Linked DNA regions of Anser cygnoides: regions 2 and 3 are each linked to region 1. A link is a contact called in public Hi-C data. All regions are on one chromosome and are shown on one strand. Each heading gives the region's core, a stretch centred on a gene start, on an enhancer-like site or on the middle of the called end of the contact. The rest is flanking DNA. Distances are from core to core; before and after follow the strand shown. Region 1 holds the start of USP34 (ubiquitin specific peptidase 34). Region 2 holds the start of FAM161A (FAM161 centrosomal protein A). Region 3 holds the start of SANBR (SANT and BTB domain regulator of CSR).

Region 1 (3,994 bases), core at 1,287-3,786:
TTCCATTTTTGCTGCAATGCTTTAAAAACCAAGACCTGACATTGTTTTTGTACATTAAGATTAAATATTACTTAAGAAATACACAAAATACAACTTGAAGTTACAAAAAAAGTATATCGCCCTTGTAAATCCTTCTCATAGCAGGAATGCAGGTGACATACACAATGCACCGTATCATATGTCTCAGTATCCAAACACATACACAAAGTATTTATGTTTTCTTAAAGCGTCCTTGTTCCTCTGGATGGAAGACCAAATCCAGTGTTATTTGACCAGCATTTCTGGAAGTTCATTATACAACAACAATGGTGCACAATTTCCCTATGGTTCTATAATGGATGGTTCTGTGTAATTTAAAATACAAACTTGCTATTTATGAAAAGAAAATTTGGCTGTAAATAGCAAGTTTGTATTTTAAATTACACAGAACCATCCATTATATTATCTAGACCATAGTTTATCAAAAACCCAGTATTGTAGTGATTTATGATACTACTTTATCTATAAGGGAATATCTACATGCCTGCATCCCAACTACCTCGAAACGGTCCTAGAAATAAATTCATACTGGAAATTCAGAGATTTGCTGAAATACCAAGTTTAACACTGCATTTTTTTTCTACTTAACTATATCAATCTTGATCAAGTTTAAACAACGATTACGTATCAGCCCATCAAAACCAACTGAAGTTATCTCTTCCAGCAAACAGTTGTCATGGGCGCACCATTGATAATTTAGACCTATTTTGAACCTACTGTTTAAATAAGCACTCAGTCTATAATACCAATGTATTCCCTACCTCTGCAGTTGAGAAAGATAAGATACACATGCTAAATTAAGTAAACATCCCAACGATTGTTCAAAACAAGATATAAGAATCAGAAACTTAGCCAACTGAACAAGCAGTATTAAGGACCCAGCAGTTCTCTGATATTAACCTTTTAATCTGATTTATTCCCATCTCCAGACTCTTCTGAAAGTTAGTTTTACACACACGTTTTTGCTTTCCAGATAAAATGCTGACTGCTGCTGAATATCGTATTTCCCCAGCAAGTAAGAGGCCAACTCTCACCTATCATAGTACCTACTGATAGATCTTAGCAAAGAATGAATACCACATGCAATTAGGCCTCACGAGAGTTTTTCTTTAAATAAACAGAAAAAAAAAAAGAAGGAAAGCTCTACCCGGGTACCATTCTAAGAAGCATTCTGTGTTTCAATTTATTGGAAGCTGATTTGCTTCTAAACCGACTGTGGTGTGCAACCAGGAAAATGTTTACGTTTAAGATTTCAGATACCTAAAGTTGCCACTAATCACCAACTTGAAGAGGTAAGTTGATTAAATCCCTCGGCATCTCCCAGAAATATATTTTTGGGGTCTTTGTTCAGGAAGCAGCTCCCCAAGACGGCCCAGGAAGGGAGGAAGGTGCCCCGCAGCCCGCGGAGCACCGCGAGCAGGTTCCAGGGGACACGCGAGGCCTACTGCAGGGGGGGGCGAGGGGATTTCGTGCCCCAAACGAGACGGGGATCGCCGGGGGGCTACCTGCTGTGCCACCCCCAGGCCCTGCCCGCTCTTCAGCCAGCACCTGTGCAGGGGGAAACTTCGGGGGGAAGCAGGAGAGCACCCCCGAGGCGGAGCCCCCAGGATCTCCTTCCCCCGCCGAGCCCGGCCGCTCTCCTCAGGGCGCCGGCTCCCTCACAGGCGGTGGCGAAGCGGCGCCCACCGCCGCGTCCCTTCCCCTCGGCCTCGCGGCTCACGGCGGGCTGCCGAGGGCAGGCACGAGCCCTCGGAGCCGGCTTTAAAAGGCGGCCGGCCCAGGCCCGGCCTCCAGCTGCTGAGCAGCCCCCGGAGCGGCTCGCGGGCAGCTCCCCAACGAGCCGGAGCCAGCTAGGCCCCGCTGCGGCTGCCGGCGGCGGGCTCCGTCCCCGCCCGGCCCCACACGCACACACCTGGGGGGGCTCCTCGGCCAAACGGGGGGGATGCGGGGGCACGGGGACAGGCCTCGGGGAGGAGGGCAAGGCGGGGGGGGGGGGGGGCAGCCGCGGAGCGGGCAGGTTTCCCCTTCGGCGGCCACCCCGCGGCCGGGAGGCCCGAGCCTGGCGGCGAGGAGGAGGAGGAGGAAGGGCGGGAGGAAGGAGGCGAAGCGGGGCCGTAAGCCAGCCCCTGCGGGGGCCGCGGGGTCCCGGGCCGGGCCGGGGAGCGCCGGGGGGGAGGGTAGCAGGGGAGGGCGGCCGCACTTACTCTCATTTAACACCTCCAGCAGCTCGGCGCAGCTCTCACACATTGTTCATTAACAGCAGCAGCCGCCGCCGCCGCCTCCTCCCGACCATTGATTGATCCGCTCGGTGCTGCTGATTGATGATTGATGGGGGCCGGGGCGGGGGTCAGCCGGGGGGAGGGGAGGGAGGGGGCGGGAAGGGAAGGGCAGGGCAGGGCAGGGACGGGCAGGGAGAGGGGGGAGAGGCCGGGGCTGGTCTGGGATCGGGGAGGGGGGGATGGGGCGGCTGATCAATGCAAATGAGCCTGTGGCGGCGGCGGCGGCGGGGAGGAGAAGCCGAGTCACTCACTGGCTCCCAGTGGCTCCACGCGCCGCCATTTTGCTGAGGGGGAAGGAGGAGGAGGGGACGGCGGCGAGGGGGGGACGGGGCGCTCGGGCTCAGCTCGGCAGTTTCCGACCAGGCAGCGGGAGAAGGCGGCCAGGTCCCTCCTCCCGTCCCTCTCGCCCCGCCTTCCCCCCCCCGAGCCGAGGAGGAGGAGGAGGAGGAAGGGGCCGGGCCGGCAGCCGAGGCCGCCGGGCTAAAATGGCGGCGGCGGTTGCGGGACCTCGCGCGCCTCGGGTAGGGCGGGAAGCGCCGAGCCCTGCCCGCCTCCCGTGAGGGGGGAGCTAGGCCTCGCTGCCCCGCCGCTCCGGGCAGCCTCTGCTGAGCCACCCGGGCTCGCTCTGTGCTCCCTCGCCGTAATTAAACTCTTGAGCCAAGCTGGAGGCTGCTTCTTCGGCCCGGGCGGGAGGAGAGCGGCCGCGGCCCTTCGGGACCTCCGGCCTGAAGGGAGCGCTTACCGCGTCGCGCCGGGCTCCAGCGAGCGCTTTGTCGGCACGCTGCGACGCGAGAAGGCTTCCTATTGCCAGGAGGTCTCTCGTCTTTTACGTGTTACTGGCGTCTTCCTCTAGCGGGGCGCGGGAAGGAAGGAAGGCGCGGCGGCCATCTCCTTCCCGCCCAGCCCTGCTGAGGGGAGCCCGAGCGGCGGCTGCTGAGGTGACTGCCGGGAGGCGCCTGGGGGCTCTTCCGAGCCCGGCATCCCGAAAATAAAATACTTGAAGTGCTACGGTATTGTTACGTGCAAATAACTGCATTTTTTTTTTACCTCCTGTGTGGCGGAGTTCTTGATCCTGCTGAAAGGGGTTTGCTACATTGGTAGACTGCGTGATAGATGCCTAATGTCAAGTGCCACTTCTGTAAATAGTTGAAAATACCCCCATTTTCGTGAAAAGGTCTTAAAAAATCCTATAACTTAAGTTCTTTATTATTTTTCTAAACAAAGTTGCACAATTTATGCCGATTACAACTACAATTTAACTGTCTACCAGGCGCACTTTGAATTGCTGCTTCAGACCTCTGGAAGACAATTGTTCGAGCAGCAGTTTCCTGTACAAAAAAAGCTTTTTTTTTTTTTTTTAAACCCATGAAATCGTGCACACGCGCGTTTTCGTTCTCGTCTTCCCGAATCCATGCAATTTGAACATGCATCACGTTATATACCTTGGCTGGTCGTTCTCCGCTAAGCAGGCGCTCCTATAGTATTTCGTAGTGGTTTTTATTTGTGTAGTACCACCCAGCGGTGAGTTACTGCATTACTCTGAGTGATGCTACTTCACTGACTCGTACATAGGATTAAGGAAACAAATCTATTAATAGCTGCAATGCAGATGCGGTATGGTTTAGTAGACAGTAAAATAAATCAAAATTGCCAAATTAGGAAAAAAATGGATAGCT
Region 2 (3,564 bases), core at 250-2,749, 140 kb after region 1:
GTTCAGATCACGAACAAGTCAGCATAAGGAAAGGCACCGTGCTTTACTAAACACATTGCCTAGTCCCTGCTGTGTACACACTTGTAAATCTCAAGGTGAATAAGCATTTAAATGATTAAAATTAACTTAATTAACTTTTCTGTAATTATCTGCTTATAGGAAATGGGGAGAGTAACACTTTCCAGCTGCAGAAAAAAACTGCTGTATTTACTGGTGTCTGCAAAGCACTTGAGAATCTTCAGGTAAAAGGTACCCAAAACTTACCTGCAACACCCATTAGAAGCAGCACCTTTTCTGGCCACGGGCTGTACTCCTTTTAAATAGAGTTTATTCCGATACATACTTTCTAACTTTGCCATGGTTTCCAAGTGGGCATTCTTCAACTCTTCTAGCTTCAAGTAATATTCTTGATTGGAAGTGCACATTTTGGAAAAGTCTATCCAGTTGTCACCGTCTCCGTGTAGAGGGAGGGTCTGCTCTCTGTCAGTATTTGAATCCACATCAAGAGCGTCCTAGAAGACATTTCTTTGTAAATTTTTCTGATTTTCTTAGGATAAAGGGCAACAATGTGTTTAACGTTGCTTTATTCAATTGTCTAATGAATGAAGCACTAACACCAAATAGATACCTGTATAAAGATTTTCATGTGAGTCACGTGGAATTATCTTATTGCATAATAATTTATATCCTGAGGCTACTGAAGTCTGTCCCTGTAATCAATGTATTTGTATCAGGAAATGAGATCAAGAAGGATTTATCAGAAGAAAAAAAGCTTAGCTGTTTTGTAAAAAAGCGCAATCTTTCCTTGCTCAGTACACAGCTCTAAAAAAAGCCTTAAAGCACACAAACCACCCCTCTCCGCCTTCCAGCATTCTAAAATCAAGTCACTAGGTGCTGTATAAATGCTGCTTTAGCCATTTCTGTAATGTGTTGTGACGTGATAGGGATCTGCACATCTTTCAGTTTAAACAGTGCTTGGCAGCCCGCACTTGTGTGGAGGTAAGCATGTTCGCTAACCGTTTTTAGAGCCTGCACAAGTTTAATGACAAGCGCTGTTAAACCCAGGTTAGGCTGCATTAAAAAGGCTTCCTTTGCATTATTTTAAGCGCTGCTTAAGGATGTTACAGGACTAGTTCCTTCACCTAAAAATAGCACAATACCGTTCCACACGGGCTTTTAGTAGTTTTCCCCGTCTGTTGGTCTCTTTATGTTTTTTCCATCAGCCCCCAGGCCCCAAGCCCTTCCCCTGGCTTTTGGCAGTGCCCTTCCTGAACCCCTCTCAGCCAGCCGCGGGGTTTAAGGGCCCAGTACCGCCCCCCGGCCGCCCTTCCCCGCTCCCCCTCCCCCTGCCCCTGCCGGCGGTACCTGGGCGGCCGGGGGCCGGCTGCTGGCGCCGGGAGGGGCGCGGGGCCCGGGGGCGGCCGGCACGGCCCCAGGCACGGCCGCCATGGCTCCCGCACGGCGCTGGGCTGGGGCTGGGGCCGGGGCCGGCCCCGGCTCGCTGAGGGCCCGCCTCCCTGCGGGGGGAGCCGGGATTGATGCGTGCAGGCGGGGCCCCACGCCTCCGCGGGAGGCGGCAGGGGTACCGCGCCTCGGTACTGCCGGGAGATCCGAGTCCTTTATAACGTGAAGACACCGATGAAGAAATTACACCACTGTACGCAGCACGTTGAAGTCTTGTCAAGAATTGGAAGCTTGAAATGATGGGAAAGCCCTCACCAGAGCTAGCACCCAGACTGGCAAAGTCAGTTTAAGACGTGTTTGCTGTACGTAACCCCGTTATGAAGTGTAATTTGTACATTTAACGAGTCAATAAATAACATGCACAGAACACTACTGTCCCCATTGATTGTCCTTTACTCTCTCTATATAATTATCATGATTCTTATACTTAGCTTTAAATCATAGCAAAGTATTTCAGTAGCCAGTCAAAAGAGCAGCGGAAACTTAAAAGCTACAGCTCCTGAGTGACAGTAAGAAATGTAAGTTAATCAGGAAGCGAAGAGGAATCTGGCAATTCTAGCAATGAGTATTAAAGGGTTAATTCACAGTTCCTGGCTGAGTAGAAATAAATTTTAGAATGTTTATTCTAAATTATAAAAAATTCAAAACTGTGAAATCTATTTGGCACAAACTAAATCTAAGCTGTATGAAACCTGTGGAATCCAGGTTTTTCCTGGTAGCTCAGGTATTTTGTTACAGCTCACCCTAGCAAAGTGGCTCACTTATGTGCACTGTGCTTGCTCCTGCACTAATGCACAAGTAATGCAATAATGCCTTTCTCAACAAGGGTGGTTATTTTCTTCGGATATTAACAGATGGTAATGTTTATTCTATGAATTCCTTCATAGAGCATTATTTGCATCAGTATAAAAATGTATACTTGATAATTTGACTTCTCCCTGAGTTTGGGTGTATACACATATACATTACTTGAGCTGGCCAGTTTCAGTCCTAGGCTTTTCCTGAACAAAAATGGGAGTTGAACACAATCATAGAAAAAAAATAATGAAAGAACAATTTAAAATTAAATATTACACCTTGGAGCTGCACTGGCTCCCCAAAACCAATTTTAAATAAAATTGCATGAAAAAGACTTTCCTTCATATTCTATGGTAGTATCAGAAACCAAAGTAGTCTCCAGAAGACAAAACAGGGCAAGGAATGTGATAGCATTCTTACAGCTACAAGTGAAAAGTCCAGCCAGATCTAAGGAAAAATAAGTATCATTCCATTGTGGGTAACTCCAGGAGAAGCAATTCTAAACTACTGTGGTAATACAGCGTAAGTTATGTAATTTCAATGGCATTTTCAGAACATACTTTTACAAGAGCTAATTAGCTCTGGAAAGTACTAAGGTTTACCTTAGTTTCAGCAGAATTACAAAGTACAGACTCAGGTAGACTACTGCATGTTTATTGATAAACAACAGTTCCTTGTTGAAACCAGAAACTTTATTAAATTAATGTGACAAAAGTACATAAGCCTTTGTGGACTTTTTAAGACAATTCACACAGGCGCTTTTGGTGAGGAAACCACATTTCAGACTACACAGAAGGAGCTCTGGAGCACGGTCCCAACTTCCATTATTCAGCTTACCGAGTGTTTACCTGCAAAGAATTCCAAGAACATACATGAAGTATGTAACAATTACTTCTCTGATTAAAGATGTTATTTTTTTAGTCACTATAATATCTTGCTATATATATTAGATGGCCAAATGGCATAAGCAGCATGTAAAACTGTATAGAAAATTGAAAATTGTATAGAATTATTTTAAACACATCAATTTAGATGACAGTATCTATCCCAGTGCTTATGAAAGAGATTAAGCAGAAAGCAATGCAAACACTACTCACCACATCATCAATCTTTAGAATACTGCGCACAGTTTCTGTGGCAAGAGTCAGTGCACTGACAGACACTAGCAGTGGTTGAACTACCAGCTCCTCCAAGATGTTGGAAATGCCACCCTACAAGAACAAGCACCTTTTACTTTGGGCAAACGAGGCTACAACTAGATTCAGCAAGTTTTAACAGAATCCTGGAAGCAACACCCCACTT
Region 3 (3,781 bases), core at 819-3,318, 220 kb before region 1:
CGAAATGAAGGCTCTGAGGAAATGAAGTTATTTAGCTCGCAATTAACTGTATTGGTTGCAGAAGGGTGTTAAAAATAATTGAAGTAAAATATATACTGTTTCAAGATTTAGATTTTTCCTTTTTCTTTGTATGTACAAACTAGCATTAGGAAAGGGTGTGAATTTCATTGTCTACATCTCTGCCTGTACGTCAGCCTACAGAAAAACCATCTCAGTGAATGCTGATTGAAAAAGAGAGGCTGGTTGACAGGCTGCTCAAGACTTGTGCAAGTTAAGAACAGTGAGAAGACTAAAAGGAGGAGGTGCGGCTCCAGCTGGAGTATGTAGAAGAGGAGATTAGGAAAGAGGTGCAGTTGAAATACTGCTGAACTGAGCTGAAGTACTGCTGAAATACTGCATTAGGCAATTGACTCTTATTTTAAGATCTGTAAGTACTGAGCTACCTTTATTATTCTTTGGCACTACTTGTATACCTGTAGCAGACCTAGAAGGTTCTAACAGACCTACAGCATTTGCTTATATAAAATTTTAATCTTTTTTGAATGTTATTATAGACTGTTCAGCATACCAACCATTTTGTGCTTGAATACTATCTGAACTAATGACAGCTGCCAATTTTGACTGGTTCTCTGGGTGCTAGCAGTACATGAATGTGCACATGTTCAAAGCTTCGCTCAGGTTTCTGACAAATAAATTATAAACACTTCTTTTGTCTAGTAGAACTTAATAAAATTGTCCTTTCTTTGCACAGGTTCAAAAAATTCCTTCTGTGGAACTGGACTGCATCTGAGCTAGTAAGATTGCTTTGACGTATTGGTCATATTGGTGAAATGTAGTAGTCAAGTAAATACAAAGAAAAGAGTTTCTTATAAATCTGATTTGTCAGTGAAAGTTTTCCAAAAGAGGTTTAAAGTCAGTAACCAACACAATGACTTCCTTGACACACCATTGCTGTTGTATAAATATTCTTGTTGGTGGTAGGAGGGGAGCTGCATTTATTTTCCAAACACGGATAAGATGAAACCATATCTTTGTAAGTAGCTCCTTTTTAGTTTTTCATGCATGCAGGTGTGGCCACATGTTGGGGTTTGCCAACACTTTCACACTGTGATGACAGGTAGTAACTGCGTGTGTCCAAGGTGATGACGATGCACTTTTTTTCCCCTTTGCCTCTTGGGAGTGGTTCTTTTGCAGGATGATTTGAAGCGGGCCTGGGGTGACCGTGCTGCCGCTCCAATTCTGCGGGCACACCACCTTTAAGCAACTGGATAATGTCTCCTAGAAACAAATGCACTTGTACATCCAGTTTTATTGACACAAGCATGGTGTGATGTCAGTAATAATGTCAGATGTTTTTAATACTACTTTGTGGTATTAAGGTTTTCTTTAGGTTTGAAGTAATCGAAGGAAAAAACCCTGGAGCAAATGACAATTTGTTACACTATCAAAGGCAAGCTTTAGAATTTACTTTAGAAATGAAAGCACTTTAATGCACAGAGCCAGTTCTGCTACCTTTGAATTATCAATAATTTAACATAGTCTGTAGAACTGTCAAAGGGGTAGAATTTGAGTTACTAAATCTTTTTTTTTTTCCAAATACATTTTTTTCGTATTTAAAAAAAAAAAAAAAAACAAAAAAAAACACGGCACTGCTGTGTAGGAGCAGAGGTTAATTCCAAAGCGGCGCTGCCCGCCCTGGCTGCACATCCAGGAGTTAAATGCGGTGCCAGTCGCTGGACCCCGGCCGCCATTTTGCGGAGGCCGCCGCCCCGCTCCCCTCAGGGCCCCGCCGTGCTGGGGAGGCCGGGCAGCGTCACGGCCGCGCGCGCGTCACGCAGAGGGGAGGGGGGAGCGAACCGCAGCCGGCTCCGCCCCCCCGCGCGCGGCCGCGCGTTGCCGGGCGACCGGACGCCGTGCGCGAGGCGGGCGCTGCCGCTGCACTGCGACAAGGCGGGGCCGGGCGGGGCGGGGCGGGGAGGGCCGCAGCGCGCGCGCCGCGCCCCGCCCCTTCGCGCCCCACCCGGCCGCCCTATTGGCTCTCGGCTCCGGGAGGGGGCGGGGCTTCCCCTCTCAGGCGGCGCTGATTGGCGGCTGGCCGTCCCCTCACGGCGGTGCCCTTGTCGGAGGGGGGCGGCGGCGGCGGTGACAGGGACGGCGACAGCGACAGGGAGCGGGGCCGGGGCGGCTCCCGCGTTGGACCCGTCCCGCCGCGCCTGGAGCCGCCAGGTAAGCGGGGCCGGGCCCTTGCGGCCGCGGGCTGTGTGAGGGGTCCGTGCCCCCTCCGAAGTTGGGTGTCTTCAGGGAGACCCTCCCGTGACAGGTATGGGTACGCAGCGAGAAGGCTGGCGGCCGGTACGTCCGAAGCCAGCGAGAGGCGTGCCGTGCTACTGCCAGAATGGAAGTAAAGGCATCCCTAGGCTTGTAATCAGCCCTGCTCCTTCGCTTATCTTCGCAGTAATGCGTGTATATATCACCGTGTTTTGTTCTGCCTGAAATAAGTGGATGGGAGGCGATTACTTCTGAGAGTTTCATTACATGTTAGAGCAGTTCTTGTCCGTGCATGGGCAGGTTGTTTCATAAACCACAGTTACTGATGTGTATGTAAGATCTTTACTAGCACAATGCTTAAAACCTACTGTATTGTCTCCTTTAAAGCATAAGTTCTGTTGCAGGATAACTGCTCTTCTTTCTTTCTTTGGTTATCTGATATAATCACGTTATGGTCAAAGCGGTGACTTACAGAATATGTGACATTACAAGTAATTTTTCTCTCATTAGGTGTATTTTATGTCTTGAGACCAGAGGATCCTAGTGCTCCATCATTTTCTCATCTCATTTAAGTGTACTTTTAAACCAGCTGCAGCATGCATATAAGGCAGCATAAGAACTGGGCTGCATATCTTATATCCACCCAGGTTTTCCAGTGGTGCTGAGCTCTTCTTACTTGGTAATTCCTTTCCATAACGGCAGATATTGTACATATTCAGTGGCTTAATTACAACTGATACTGATATCTGTCTGTGCACTGACTAGACAAGCTTCCACCACCAAATTACCACGTTGCCACCTCTTGTTGCTTCAGTCAGGATGAGGGCTAAGGGCTTGATGAATGTAGGGACTTATTTATATTTACCTCAAAATGGCATCTGTCTTTGCTGGAAAGTTTGGGCTCATCTTGTCTGGGAAGGATCTTTGTCCTTTAAAACAGGCTGTTTGGCACACTTTGTTAAAGATTTCATTTAGATAGGATTGCTGAAGTGCTATGACTTTTATCAGATTGGCTCGTCTTCCTAAAATGAAGCTTTTTAACCTGGTGCCCTCTTCTGTGTTTTGTTTGTTGTGTTTAAGTCTCAAAAATATCTGAAACCTAAGCATTATTTTAGCATGTTCTCTTATTTTTTTTCCTGATGGTTTCATATAGCTGTTCTTTTGAGAGGATGAAAACTTACAGTTATCTGCTATTCTGAATTATATTTCTACTAATAAACTAAAAAATTGCTGGAATGGTTTCTTCAATCAGAAGCAAAATCAGTGCTATTTTGTATGTTTTAATTGTCTCTTAGCTGCATGGAAAGCAAGCGATGCAAAAGAAATACCTACCTGTAGTAGTCTTTTGGTAACAAGTAATCAGTTAAATCTGCTATGATCCGGGTGTATTTTCCCTGAAATTCCTTATAGTCCTTGCTTTCTACAACAAAAGTCAAAATTCTGCATGTGACCTTTAGGTCCTCTTATTTATGTGATCTGGGTAAGGTACTTCAGAAAAGGTCCAAAGTGCTTT

What was found. Hi-C and Micro-C count contacts between places; a contact is called where the count stands out from the background.
Region 2: a contact with region 1 is called in a Hi-C map of liver, with 6 times the contacts expected there. The contact joins the promoter of FAM161A here to the promoter of USP34 in region 1. A contact is called at or near these places in 4 of 7 Hi-C or Micro-C datasets (granulosa cells and liver).
Region 3: a Hi-C map of liver shows a contact between it and region 1, with 2.0 times the contacts expected there. The contact joins the promoter of SANBR here to the promoter of USP34 in region 1. A contact is called at or near these places in 2 of 7 Hi-C or Micro-C datasets (granulosa cells and liver).

The regions. Positions count from the first base shown.
Region 1 is chr3:6,898,049-6,902,042 of Taihu_goose_T2T_genome, reverse strand. USP34 (ubiquitin specific peptidase 34) reads right to left here and starts at 2,536. Exons shown (of 80, transcript XM_066995343.1): 1 at 2,244-2,536. The coding sequence starts at 2,286.
Region 2 is chr3:6,757,910-6,761,473 of Taihu_goose_T2T_genome, reverse strand. It overlaps FAM161A (FAM161 centrosomal protein A), which reads right to left and starts at 1,499. Exons shown (of 4, transcript XM_048060946.2): 1 at 1,366-1,499; 2 at 265-512. The coding sequence starts at 1,449. CCT4 (chaperonin containing TCP1 subunit 4) reads right to left here. Exons shown (of 14, transcript XM_048060949.2): 13 at 3,360-3,473; 14 at 2,901-3,110. The coding sequence ends at 3,096.
Region 3 is chr3:7,112,866-7,116,646 of Taihu_goose_T2T_genome, reverse strand. It overlaps SANBR (SANT and BTB domain regulator of CSR), which reads left to right and starts at 2,068. Exons shown (of 21, transcript XM_013182221.3): 1 at 2,068-2,226. It overlaps PEX13 (peroxisomal biogenesis factor 13), which reads left to right. Exons shown (of 4, transcript XM_048060726.2): 4 at 1-705.